Regions from separate parts of the Mus musculus genome. Here region 1 is linked to region 2. The links are chromatin contacts, called in public Hi-C maps. All regions are on one chromosome and are shown on one strand. The core of a region is the stretch at or near the end of the contact, and the rest is flanking DNA. Distances in the headings are between cores, read along the strand shown.

Region 1 (6,881 bases), core at 3,262-5,761, 260 kb before region 2:
CTGAGAAGGGGTTACTCTCTGCGCCCTAGGAGAACCCTCAAGTGGCCAGTGGGGACCCGGATTAGCCGCCCCGAGCCTTTGCAAGGCAACTGTGTTCTTAGGGCGGGTCCTGCCCAGCTCCAGGCAGCGGCCTTGCTGCTTCTCTGTGTTTATTCTTCCTGAGGTTTCGGGATGAGAAGTGCGCGCGGGGGGGTGGGGGTGGGGTGGGGACGAAGAAATACCATCTGTGCTGATTTTTTCCCTTAAAAGTTATTTTTCAATTGAAATATTTTCAAAGCAAAAAAAAAAAAAAATCACCGATGTTAGGGTGTGAGTTCCAAGGGTTTTTCAAGGAGGAGCGGGGCGGGGTGGTGGGCGGAAGGGGAGGTGCCCGTGGAATCGGGGGATGACCTGGCTGGGCAGGGACCTGTCTTCCATCTATCCAGTCCCGTCCCTACTTTTCCACGAGCACTATGTCCCAAGATGCGTGCCTCACATCCTTCAGCCCGCCCCTCATCCCCCCACCCCCCACCCCCCACCTAGTCTGAAGGCCCTGGGCTAGCTGTTCTTTCATTCCCAGCCTCAACTCTGGCCTTAGGCCCCCTTCTCTGTTCATCTTACTTTTTCTGCTAAAATGTCATCAGCAAAACGAGATGCGGGGCGCACTGATCTCTTGTGTTCTGGGAGCTTCCTTCAACTCACTGAGCTGTATGGGGAAAGATCTAGGGCGAGCTTAGCGCTCGCGAGCGCCTGGCCATGGCTGCACAGGGATGGGTGCCAGCCGCCGCGCGACCTCCCTCCCCACCTTCCTCCACCCACATCTTTCTCATATTCCTTCTCTCCTCTGCTTTCCACCCCATAGCATGGTGAGGGGTGGGCGGCAGTGAGGTTTGGCTGAGGCTTGGTAAGCGGGTGTCCCGGGCACGAGAACACCCCAAGCACCCCCCCACCCAGATGTGGGAGTTGTGCCTGAGTAATGGAGACACTGGCCCTATGCGCCTTTCTGGTCGTACCTCCCAGCAACCTGGAGGAATGGTGGTAGACAATTCCACAGGTGCGACACTGCTAAGGAGGGCTGGGCCAGGGGTGCAATGGTAACCCAGGGGGCGAGCTTGGAGGTCCAGTCTCGCCTTACACAGCACCTTTCTCCCCATACCACCCAAAGCTGGGAAAAGTTAGACAGCGCTAAAATTGTCTTACTGCGCTCGCGCACCATAGCAAATGATCACCCCATTGCCTCACCAATCTCCTCATGGGTCTCTCATGAGTCTTCTTCTGGCCTGAAGTTCTCTGCGCAGGTGTGGCACGTGTAAGTGCATTTGCCATCCCAGGGAAACTCCTTCCTCCTCCGCCCATCTCCAGCCCCCCCCCACCCCTGCAGGACCTGGGTTCTTTCCCGTCCCTACTTTCCCCTAGAGTCACTATGGGGATGCCAGGGAGAAATTTGTGTTTAGTTCTTTTTGGTTTTTCAAAGACACGAGAAAATAAACGGACCAAAGGCAATCAGAGCAACTTCCTTCAAGTCTTTATTATTGTAGCTTAAAAGTTTATACACAAGGAATGTTTCCAACACAACATTCACTGATTGGTCTTCACCCCGCCCCACAACCCGCGCTTTCTGCCTAGGACTCCCAAGTTCTTCCCCTTCTCCTTGTCTTAGAACTAATCCCTTCTCCAAAAAGTTCTCGCATCCCTCCTGGGGACCTGCGAACCTCGCAGATTGATTCCCCAAGCCACTTCCTTTGGTCTCGAAGTCCATCCCTTACCATGTCCCTCTTCCACCCCTTTTTCGACGGTTCCCTGTGGAACCCAGAGCACTCTCCCCCTCTTACTTTAGGCGCTGTTTCGAGCCTCTCTGCAATTCAGAGCCGACCCGTGGTCAAGCCCAGTTAGAGGCGGTTCGTCATCAGCAGCCAGGGCTCCAGCGCACCCAAAGCTAGGCGGGGAAATTACCCTGCCCACCCTTTCCCTATCTCGAGCCCCTCCCCCAACCCAGGGATAAGAAATAAACACAAAAGCAGCAGGACTCCCTGCGCTCGACAGGTGGGTGCCAGGCAACTAGCTAGAGCCTGAGGCGCTGCTGGAACCCAGCTGCGCTCAGGGCGCGCGGGCGTGGCCAACAAGTCCGAGCTGTGAAATGCTGGGGACTTTCGCGCTTTGCCGAAGCAGCGCTGGAGACCTGGTGTCAGAAAGTCCAGCAGGTAAACTCCAGCAGGGACAAAGCTGTCAGTTCGAGCCACAGCAATGCTCCTGAGAGCAAGCCAAAAACGTACAAAAGGGAGTCACTATAGCAGAGTCTCAAGTTAGCCAGACTCAGCCTGAGTTCTGTGGCTGTGCTCATCTGTGTCATGGGGATCCCCCACAACCTTTGACTTTCTTTGGAGCATTTGCACGTGGGCTTCGAAGGCCCAGGAGACCCGGCCCACCAATTCAGTCACTTGTCCCTTGGTTATTTAGAATCGATGTGGCCTAGTACCATGCAACTGTTCATCATAGCGCTCCAACCAAGTGCGCAACTCAGACACCTGGTAACCGTCGGGGCCACGGCCTCCCTGGTACATGATGGTGCCACTCTGGATGACGTAGAGGCGCTCAAAATAGGCACCATATGCGGAACTGCTAGAGTTGGCCATAGTGTCCAGGACCAGAGCACAGCCAGGTGCACCTTGTTGTAGTACTCTCGCTGCGCTGACACGGTCCTCCAGGCTGCGGTGCTGGGGGATGACATAGGGTGAATCTGTGGTGACCCAGCCGTCGGATGGGTGGGCTTCCTCGATGTAGATGATAAGGAAGTCAACGTCGCGCTGGTACTTGGTGACCAGGCGCTGGAAGGCGCTCATCCGCGCCATGAACGGTGGTCAGGTACAGCTGCCAAAATTGAGCACCAACGGGCGGGTCCCTTGTGCGTAGTCGAGGATGCGCTGGCTCTGGAAGCCATCAGGTCGGACAACCTCCGAGTTGGGCGCTGGGCCACCCTCATGGGCTTGCTTGAAGAAATCCAATTTCTGGCCATGCCACACGGCTTTGAGAGAGGCCAGGGTGCACAGACGGTTGTCGTCTGATACGCATATGGGCGGGTCGTCAGGGGGCATCTCCTCGCCTTCACTGTTGAGCTCTACTTCGGGCTCAGGGTGGTCAGGATGGCGACGGCGCAGGAAATGCTTGCGGATGCACAAGAAATCTAAAAGCCAGAGCATGAAGGCCGTGCCTAGGAAGCGCGGGAACAGCACGAGGCACGAGGCGGTCTGGGCGCAGAGCCTCAGCGAGTGAAGCAGCAGAGAGCGGAGCATGGTGGCCGCGGGCCCCGAAGCCCCCGGGGGCCCTTCACCTTCTCCGACCACCAACCTCGAGGCGGCCTGGCGAGGCATCTGGTCCTCGGTGCTCTGGGAGCTCAATTTATAGTCAAAGCTTGAATTGGCGGGAGACTCCACCTCCGACCGGGGCCCGCCCCCTTGCAACTTGAGCCCGGAGGGATCACCCAGAGGCGCGGCCAATGCCCCAGAAATCTTGGGTCGAGGGCGGGCGCAGGCTGGTCGAGGGTGGAGCGGTGCGTCCCGGGGCTGGCAGGGGCGGGCCTGAGTCCCGCAGCCCGCTCTCAGGGGCGGGGGACCCCGAAGCCGCTGTGTCCAGGGACTAGGAGCCCGATCTCAGAGCCAAGCAGTCAGTGGTGGCAATGGTGTAACCCGCGCAAGCGCCTCGCACCTCCTAGGTCCCAGCGGGCGGGTCCCAGCCCGCGCCCTCTTCGCCGCGCACCTGAGCTGAGTTCCCCGGCGGCCGCAGCGCCGCGCCGGAGCTCCGGTTCGCTTCCCGCGCGCCGCCGCCAACGCCGCCCACGCTGCTGCTGCTCGTGCGGGGTCGCTGCCCAGGTACCGCGGGAGTCCAGGTCTGCGGCCGCCGCTCGGCCGGCCCCCGGCTGCAGCCCCGCCGGGGACGCGGGCCCGCGAGGAGGCAACTTTGGGTTCCCGCCGCCTTCCCCGCTCGCCCGCGGGCGCCGCTCGACTGCCGCAGCCCGTCCGCCCGCCTCCCGCGCGCGCTCACACTCGCGCCTCGCACACGGCCGCCCCCCGCACCGCCCCGCCACGCACACCGCGCTCCGCGCCCCCCGCCGCTGCCCGAGCTTGCCGCGCGCCGCCCCAGTCCGCGCCGCGCCCGCCCCGTCCCATCTCGCTCCCGCCGGACGCCGCGGTTCCCGGGTCAGCTGCCCCTCGGCTCCAGCCCGGAGGTGCCGAGGGCAGGGCCCGCGGGTGGGCTGGCGCCCAGCTCGGGAGACCCGGAGAGTCGCGGCAAGCGACGCCGGGCCTCGCCCTCGGCCGGCTCCGGGACGCCCTGGGCGCGGGGCGCTGCGGGCGCGGGGCGCGGGGCAGCGGGCGCGGGGCGGCGCCGGCCCCGGGCGGCTCTCCCACTAGGGGTAGCTGTTGCCTGAACGCGGGAGCGCTCCCCTCTCGCCGCTTGCCTCGCCCGGCGCAGCCCCGGCCGCCGGGCGCACCCGTCCCGTTCGTCCCCGGACGTTGCTCTCTGCCCCGGGAACGTCGAGACTGGAGCGCCCGAACTGAGCCACCTTCGCGAACTCGGAGCGCGGCGGCCCGACTCAACCGCGGAGGCGCCCGGACGCGTAAAGTGCGTACTTTCAACAGGGAACGTGTGCTGAGGCTTTTTAGGGGTGCGGGGCAACTCCCCAACAGCGTGGGGCTCTGGTCGGCTCTGCCACAGCGGCGCAGACCTCCTAATCTGTCTCTGCGCGTGGCGCACTGCTGGAGACTTGGGTTCAGGGGCGGCGGGGCTGCTTGACCTGGGGTCCTCGAGACCCTAAGCAAGTTCCACTTTAGATACACCTCACAATGACCCCTCAGGTCAAGGCCTCAACCCGAAGGCAGCGCCTAAGAATCGCACTCCCTAGAATGCTCCAGCACTCACAGGGGCCTTCTCTGGGGTAACGGGACCCCAGCCGGATACTACAGCTCCAGCTGCTTGCGTCCCATGCATCGCCCTCTCGGGAGAGACCAGCTACCTAACTTTCTCTACCAGAGACCGCGCTGGCGTCTCGGGAGGGTGAGCACAGTCAGACCACTTTCCATTAGCCATGGAACTTGTCCGGAAAAGTCGACCTCAAGTAGCCCAGAGGGCGCCCAGGTAGGCGCCCGCCCTCACCACCTGGTTTCTGCTGTCCTGGCAGGATGCTCTGCCCAGGGAGTCCCTCGGTCGCGGGACCTGTGGCCGCCAGAGCAGCTGGATCTGGAGTGTGCTGCCTGTGAACAGCCTGTGAAAGTGGCTCTTCTCCCTCTGGGTCAGAGGATGTCTCTGCTCTGGGGGCAAGGGAGTAAACATCAGCACTTCCCACCTGAAGGAAGCCATCAGACTCCTTTGCTGTTTCTAGCACTCTTTGTAAGGTCTTTCAGGAGGACTTCAGAAATCTCCCTGAACGTGCCTGGCTGGGGGTTCCACTCATGGTTCTATCCCTAAGCAGGGCTCCTCTGAGCTTACAGATCAACCCCCCCCCCACTCTCTTTCAGACTTAGGTGGTAAAGTGAGAAGAGACTCTGGCTGGAGAGTCTGAGAGACAGATTGGGAGCTTCTGGGCGCTGTCTTGGGTAGAGCAAGAGATAGTTCTCTTCAGCCCAAGATCCCCTCATCTCTGGGAGATACCAGTCTAGGGCTTGTGTCCTGCTTCTTCCTATAAGGACCTGGGACAGGGATATGAGGCCGATCCTCCCCTTCTCGCATTATGTGTGTAGGTGCATATGCCATGTGGCAGCCATAGTCTGGGACAGATAGAAGTCCTTCTGGTCCTGCTCTATGGGACCAGTCACCCCTGAACATCACCCCTTTCTGATATGGGACACTTGGGAAACCCTGCCATCCACATTTCTGGACAGGGGCGGGTGTTGTGTGGGAAATAGGCTACACCCCACACCTCAGGATTCCAGAGCCTTGGATGAAGAACCCAGGCCTTCGACTTCCCTGGCATCCTGTACAGGTGAGGAAAGACCCAAGGGGTGCCAGTGATTCTGGCTTTGGGGACACATACCTGGCTTGACAACCACACCAGTGCTCCCTACCTTTCTGCGGTTCCTCCTCATCTCTATTTTCCTCCCCAGTCCTCTTTTCCCATGCCCTTCAGGGGAGCACCCCTAACTAGCTGTAGTTCTCAGCCTTTCTACCAGTTACTTAAACTATCTTGTCTTGTCCCAGTGGTCTAGAACATGAATACTGGCCCAAGGCCAAGACTCTTCTGAAATCCATGAGGGGTGTAGGCCTCAGTGGACCTGGCAGATTTGGGAAGGGACACAAGTTGGGGTACTTGTCCTGTTTCAAGAGCCGGGGTGGGATGGTATGCTCTGGGCTCTCCTGCCTGCTTTCTCCCAGCTCCAGCAGAGGGCAGACAGGGAGAGAAAGGAGGGATGCACTGGGCTGGGTCCATTTGGTATCTTGGACCAACTTGGTGGAGGAGGAGGGCCAAGGTCCTGGCATGACTGAGGAGGACTGGCCTTTGGCCAGTCTTCCACTCCCAAGATTTGGGTAGTAGTGGTCTGCCAGGGAAGGAGTGCTTAGAGGGCCTGACACTAACCCCTTCATCTCCTAGCCTCCGGGTGGGGTTGGTGTGCAGTGTGTGGCAGGCATAGTCTCTGCCTCCCATTCCCAAGGCTGTCAGGAGACACCCATGCAGGTTGGTGGGTCTTGCCACTGGCTTCTATGTCTCCCAGCCGGGGTATTTCCTACGCACTCAGAAAAGATGGCCCAGCCCCTAGATTTAGAGAAGAGCATCAGAGAATAACAGTCCTGTGCCCTGGGTCTGACCCCATCTCATCATGCCCTGGTTACATGGGCTCAGTCTTCCTTGACCGTCACTCCTGTCGCTCTTGGTCTGCTTCCCCCACCCTGGTCTCTGGACACTTGAGGTTTTC
Region 2 (6,573 bases), core at 1,260-3,759:
GTGCTGCTGATTGACTGATATGCTCACTCAGCCTGCTTTCTTCTAGAACCCAGAGCTGGGACCACCCACAATGCACTGGGCCTTCCCCCATCAATCACTCATTAAGGAAACGTCCTACGGGCTTGTCTACAGCCCTATCTTATTGTCTTATTGGAACACTTTCTTTCTTTCTTCCTTCCTTCCTTCCTTCCTTCCTTCCTTCCTTCCTTCCTTCCTTCCTTTCTTTCTTTCTTTCTTTCTTTCTTTCTTTCTTTCTTTCTTTCTTTCTTTCTTTCTTTCTTTCTTTCTTTCTTTTCCAAGACAGGGTTTCTCTGTGTAGCCCTGGCTGTCCTGGAACTCACTTTGTAGACCAGGCTGACCTCAAACTCAGAAATCCGCCTGCCTCTTCCTCCCAAGTGCTGGGATTAAAGGCGTGAGCCACCACCACCCAGCTGGGAACATTTTCTTAACTGAGGTTCCTTCCTCTTTTCTGTGTCAACTTGACACCAAACTATGCAGCCCAGTTGTTGTTGTTGTTGCTGCTGCTGCTATGTTTGTTCTTTGTTTCTGAGGCTGGGCCTCATACCTCCGGTTGACTTTCAACTGCTTATACACACCTTTTCATCACCCTCCCCCCACCCTGCCCTGCCTGCCACCTCAAGTGCTGGGGTTTAATGTGGTGTGAGAGATTGTACCCAGGGGTTCATGTGTGCCAAGAAGCACTCTATTAACTGAGTCATAGCCCTCTCTTTCCCTCCCCCACCCCACTATTCTGATTGTTTACTGATCGCATAGATCCCATCCCTCATCGTCACATTCAGAGTTCCCGTTGTCTGTGCTTGTTTCAGAACTGGGAACATAGTGACCAGCCGCCAGCCCTGACCTTGGCCGGTGGCCCCTTCCCCCACCCGGGGATGGTGGGCCCAGCCTCTTTTCACTCCTACCTCGGTCTTTCCCATTGAAGGGTCTCTGGATACCAAGGAGACACTCCTCCTCGTACCTCCCCCCACCGGGGCCGATCCAGGATCATCTATTATAAGGCCAGCGAATATTATGTTAACTTTGGGGCACATAAGCAACAAGTTGATCTCAGAGATTCTGTGGCAGAAATTTTTAGAACGGGTCACCAATCTCTCCACGGTGGCTTCCTTAGAACCCACACTGTCACCGAGTCTTGAAGGGTGGTCAGCAGCTCTCTAGGCTAGGGTGTCATCAGAGTGTTAAGGCTTATCAGAAACAGATCCCTTCAGCATCCCCTTGGAAGGGCAGGGAGGGCTGCTGCGAGCGGGACTGGAAATGAGACTTCCTTTTGGAAGGAAGAGGAGACCCAGCAGGGCTCAACCTGAAAAGCAATAACCAACCATCTCCCACCATGCCCTGCAGTCAGGGCAGCACCAGCCAGAGGCCCGGCCCCAGGAAGGCTTTGGGGAGCAGGCTGCAGGAGCAGAGAGAACTCATGGCTCTCTTTGGGAGCAAGAGAGGATTCAGGGGGAAGCCTGCCAGATGTGGAACTGATGTAGACCTCGCACATAATAAAGCCGGCAGGCCGGCCCAAAGGCACGCACTGTACTCTCAAGCCATCTTAAATTTTGCCAAAACCCCGGGGTTTATGCCAGAAAGAAGACCTCGAGTTGGAGTTGGAGGTGGGGTGGGGTGAGGGCAGTGGGTATTGTTGTTTCATAACAAGCTAAGCTAATTTATTTGTTTTGACTTGCGCCTTTTAAACAGGGTTTCATCATTTAATGTGTTTTCCATCTTATCCTGTTACACGGGCAGGAACCCTTGTGTTTGTTTACTCGTGGGAGGCTTCCCATTCCCAAAGTCCCATTTAGTCAGCCGGGCAGGGAGATGGTATTTTGATAGCCTGTGCTTGCCGGTGCCTTGCTGCCGTCTCCATTTTCACTCCCCTTGGTGAGTTGAACCACAGCCACCACATTTGTGGTACTTCTGCTCCAGTGTGAATTCCAGGCAGGAGCATGGGCAGACCTTGTCGCTGCCGCTGAGTCCTGCCTCTCCCCAACCCCCCTGCCTCTTGGCTGTCCTTGATCTCTAGGTAGAGACCCTCTGCCCTAAAGAGAAAACCAGACTGGCTTTGTTCTCCTGCTGGACGCCCCAGTGAGATGCTAAACAGAGACTCGAGAGAGTGAATGAACTTGGCTAGGGAGATCTATCCTTGTCCAAGCCACCATCTTGGTATGGTCATGCCTTACCGAACAGAAAGCAAGCCTAGGAGAAGCCCCTGGTAAAACTCCAAGTGATGCCTGTGTGATTCCAGGAGGACTGCGGGGACTTTTGGACTTGTTTCATCTTGAGTTCCCTAAGCACAACGAGCCTGTCATCCAAACAAAAAGTTTAACTTCTTTTTTTTTTTAAGGTGTATACAGTTTTACGCTCTATGAGTATGGCATTTTGCCTGTCTGAACACCATTGAGGCCAAAGGAGGGGCTTGGATCCCCGAACTAGAACCACAGAGCTAGCTACCATGTGACACTGGGAAAGACCCAGGCCCTCTGCAAGAGCAGTCAGTGCTCCCAGTTCCCGAGTCTCCTCTCCAGCCCGTAGATGTGTAACGTTCAACCAGCTGAAAACTGCTCCATTTTCTAATGGAGGCTTAAGAAAGAATAAAAACAAAAGTTAAAGAGAAAATAATGGCTCGGAACAGCTGAAGTAAATCTGATTGTAGCAGCAATTACAAGGCATGTAAATTGGTTGAATCAATTAAAAGAAAGCCTTTCGTTTTAGATTAAAAAAAAAAAAGAGGACATGAGTAATAAATTGTTTCAGGAGATGGGCTTAAAATAAAGGGATGAAAAATGCAGACATGTACAGTCAAAATAAGTTTTAGGTAGCGATTGCTTGTGGGGCTATTGTTTTATTTTTCAAAGTATAATTACATTTTTCCACGCTTCCCTTTCTTCCCTCCAACCTCCCCCGTACCCCATAATTCCTACCCCTCTCAAAGTCATGACCTCTTTTTTAGTTGTTATTGTTTTACACACACACACACACAGAGAAACAAAGAGACACATAGACACACACACATACACACAGAGAGAGACAGAGAGAAGACAGAGAGACAGATATACAGACACTCAAAGACACACACATATAGAGACACACAGACACACATATGCACAGAGAGATAGAGACAGACACACACAGAGACACAAAGAGACACACACATAGACACATATACAGAGAGACAGATAGACAGACAGACAGACACAAAGGCACACAGACCCAAAGAAACACACACAGAGACACACACACATACACACAGAGAGGCACATACAGAGACACACATACACACACAGAGAGACAGACACACACATATACACAGACACACACATGCAGAGAGAGAGAGACAGACAGACAGACAGACACAGACACAAAGACACAAAACAGATAGACACACAGACAGACACAGAGAGACACACAGACAGACAGACAGACAGGCAGACACACACACACACACACACACACACACACACACACACACACACACACACACAAACACACACACACCTGCTAAGTCCCTTCAGTGTTGGATAACCAGTTAGGGAGCCCCCTCTAGGGAACCTTGGTCCCAGTATCCCTTAGCTGCCTGCAGTTATTTGTGTAGGGTTGGGGCCCTATGAGATTCTCCCTTCTACAATCGCATGCCTATCCGCAATGTCCTTGTGCAGGTCTGGTTTAGGCAGATATATTGTTGGGGTACCCTGGCGACATTTTTCCATTATTTCTAGGACACACAGTCTCACAGCTGACTTCCCAGTCCTCTGTCTCTTATAAGCTTTCCATTTCTGAGACGTTCCCTGAGCCTTAGGCATAGGAGTTAGATCCACTGAGGCTAGGCTCCCTGGGATCAGTTCCTCGACCCGTTTTAATCAGTCTTTGTCTGATGCAAAGAGAAGTTTCTTTAATGAGGGAGAGAGCTGTACTTGTTGGTGGATATAAGGACAGGTATTTAGAACACAGGAATTGTGCTGGTCTAGTGAAGTGCTTGTAGTAGATCCTCGAGGATCCGTGGTCTCCTTACCCCTTAGTAGTTGGATAGCTTTCTAGTGGCAAGCTCAGCTTACCCCCTGTTGAGTGGGCCTTATGTCCACTTAAGCAGCTGTTGGTTACTGCTAAGATAGGAGTACCACTATTGCCCTTTTTGGTATGTCTTGCTGGTCATTGTACTCTATAGGCTTATCACACTGTCTCGGCAGTTTGCATGGTACTTTCTGATACCGTGAAAGCTTGTCCTAAGAGAGGAGGCTGTCAGGTTTGAGCCAACTCAAGCCATCTAAGTCCCGTGTTCAAAGTGCGTGGTGTCTGTAGCAAAAACGACATCTCCCCAACTTCTGGAAGGCAACCAGGGGAAACAGCAACAGCCCATATTGTTCTTGCTTGGAGTCCCCTGAGCAACAACTTATAAGAGGAGTCCACCTGCTTGGAATTTGGGTTTCGTCAGCTAGTCAGTGACTCTTAGGGGGAGCGTTGTCAACCCAAATATCATACCTTTGTTTAATATGTGTGTGCATATGTGTACATGTGTGTGTATATATTATATGCAATTTTAGGTGGATAAAAACAGCATGATATTCCTTGTGGTTTTTCAAATATCCTTAACGGTACTTGTTCTTCATCTTTCTTTGTCTCGATTGACCTATGTCCTTTCTCCTTCTCGCCCAACTGAAGCCACACTTGCCCGTTTTCCCCATTCCTTCCTTCATATCAATTGTACCCTGCTATTGCTTTCTCCAGACCCTCTCCATTCTCCATGGTCCCTTTGGATGCCCCTGGGCTCTGCAGTTGCTCCAGGTTAGACACGGATGAGAGAGAATAGGCTACACTTGTCTTCCCAGGTCTGAACCCTCTCGCTCCATGGAATCGTTTCTAGCTCCAGTCGCTTATCTGCAAAGGTTATTTCTCTTTTTTTTTTAATTTTTTTATTAGGTATTTTCCTCGTTTACATTTTCAATGCTATCCCAAAGGTCCCCCATACCCACCCCCACAATCCCCTACCCACCCACTCCCCCTTTTTGGCCCTGGCGTTCCCCTGTACTGGCGCATCTAAAGTTGGCAAGTCCAATGGGCCTCTCTTTGCAGTGATGGCCGACTAGGCCATCTTTTGATACATATGCAGCTAGAGTCAAGAGCTCCCGGGTACTGGTTAGTTCATATTGTTGTTCCACCTATAGGGTTGCAGATCCCTTTAGCTCCTTGGGTAATATCTCTAGCTCCTGCATTGGGGGCCGTGTGACCCATCCAATAGCTGACTGTGATCATCCACTTCTGTATTTGCTAGGCCCCGGCATAGTCTCACAAGAGAGAGCTATATCTGGGTCCTTTCAGCAAAATTTTGCTAGTGTGTGCAATGGTGTCAGCGTTTGGAAGCTGATTATGGGATGGATCCCTGCATATGGCAATCACTAGATGGTCCATCTTTTTGTCACAGCTCCAAATTTTGTCTCTGTAACTCCTTCCATGGGTGTTTTGTTCCCATTTCTAGGAAGGGGTAAAGTGTCCACACTTTGGTCTTCCTTCTTCTTGAATTTCATGCGTTTAGCAAGTTGTATCTAAAACCATCCAGTGGAAAAAAGACAGCATTTTCAACAAATGGTGCTGGCACAACTGGTGGTTATCATGTAGAAGAATGCGAATTGATCCATTTCTATCTCCTTGTACTAAGGTCAAATCTAAGTGGATTAAGGAACTCCACATAAATGTTATTTTTCTTTGCAATTGAATAGTATTCCTTTGGTGTCTATGTACCACATTTTTCATTATTCATTTGTCTGTTGAAGGGCATTTAAGTTGTTTTAAAATAACAGTCTTTAGAGGCTGGAGAAATGACTCCGCAGTTAAGAGCACTGACGGCTTTTCCAGAGGTCCCAAGTTCAAGTCTCACAACCACCTGTAATGGGAACTGATGCCCTCTTCTGGTGTGTCTGAAGAGAACAACAGTGTACTCAGATGCATAAAATAAAGAAACAATTTTTTTAAGTCTTTAAAGGTCTCCCAAAATAAACTTTAAAGTTGAAATGAGTTATAAAGGAGACACTTTCTGGTAGTGAATGGTGAGAATCTACATAAAAATCATACTGGAGAGTTAGCCCTGCCCACACACCCGAGGACAGTGGCCTTCTCTACCAGCCTGGATGATGGCCTGTAGAACCAAGAAGAAAATCTGCAGAGGGGCCCGAGGGTGAAAATGAACATGCCCAGCAACACCGCACCCCCAAAGCGAACTATCTTTTCCAAGGAATATGTGTCCTATTCCCACGGCACAGGGAGATGCACCTCCCCCCCAAAAACTGAACACTATTGGGCTGAAATTTTTAGTTGAAATTTAAGGCTACAAGAAGGTAAAACTTATTTTTGTTGCCTATTTTGAGTCTGTGTGTGTGTGTGTGTGTGTATGTGTGTGTGTGTGTATGTGTGTATGTGTGTGTGTATGTGTGTGTATGTGTGTATGTGTGTGTGTATGTGTGTGTATGTGTGTATGAGTGTATGTGTGTGTGTGTATTGTGTATGTGTGTGTGTATGTGTGTATGTGTGTGTGTGTGTATGTGTGTGTGTATGTGTGTGTGTATGTGTGTATGT

What was found. Hi-C and Micro-C count contacts between places; a contact is called where the count stands out from the background.
Region 1: a Hi-C map of nephron progenitors shows a contact between it and region 2, with 4 times the contacts expected there. The contact joins the promoter of Dio3os here to the enhancer-like site in region 2. A contact is called at or near these places in 5 of 39 promoter capture datasets (cranial neural crest, embryonic stem cells and liver), 13 of 484 Hi-C or Micro-C datasets (beige adipocytes, embryonic stem cells, gonadal supporting cells and 6 more), 9 of 115 datasets of contacts at active chromatin or transcription factors (embryonic forebrain, embryonic stem cells, forebrain and 4 more) and 4 of 9 other capture datasets (adipose tissue, embryonic stem cells, liver and 1 more).

The regions. Positions count from the first base shown.
Region 1 is chr12:110,275,698-110,282,578 of GRCm38.p6, reverse strand. Dio3os (deiodinase, iodothyronine type III, opposite strand) reads left to right here and starts at 4,511. Exons shown (of 4, transcript NR_002866.2): 1 at 4,511-4,596; 2 at 4,830-5,028; 3 at 5,153-5,953. Dio3 (deiodinase, iodothyronine type III) reads right to left here and starts at 3,349. Exons shown (of 1, transcript NM_172119.2): 1 at 1,482-3,349. The coding sequence starts at 3,347. The coding sequence ends at 2,433. It overlaps Mir1247 (microRNA 1247), which reads left to right and starts at 4,450; the gene lies at 4,450-4,531.
Region 2 is chr12:110,016,232-110,022,804 of GRCm38.p6, reverse strand. All of the region lies in intron 1 of Gm34667 (a long non-coding RNA gene), which reads left to right. Among named protein-coding and RNA genes, the nearest start is that of Gm34667, 4.5 kb to the left of the region's middle. Within about 2 kb of position 2,509, at least 7 of the 459 cell types and tissues checked have an H3K27ac peak or open chromatin away from gene starts, as enhancers often do. A contact at or near this core is called in nephron progenitors, where this site is marked.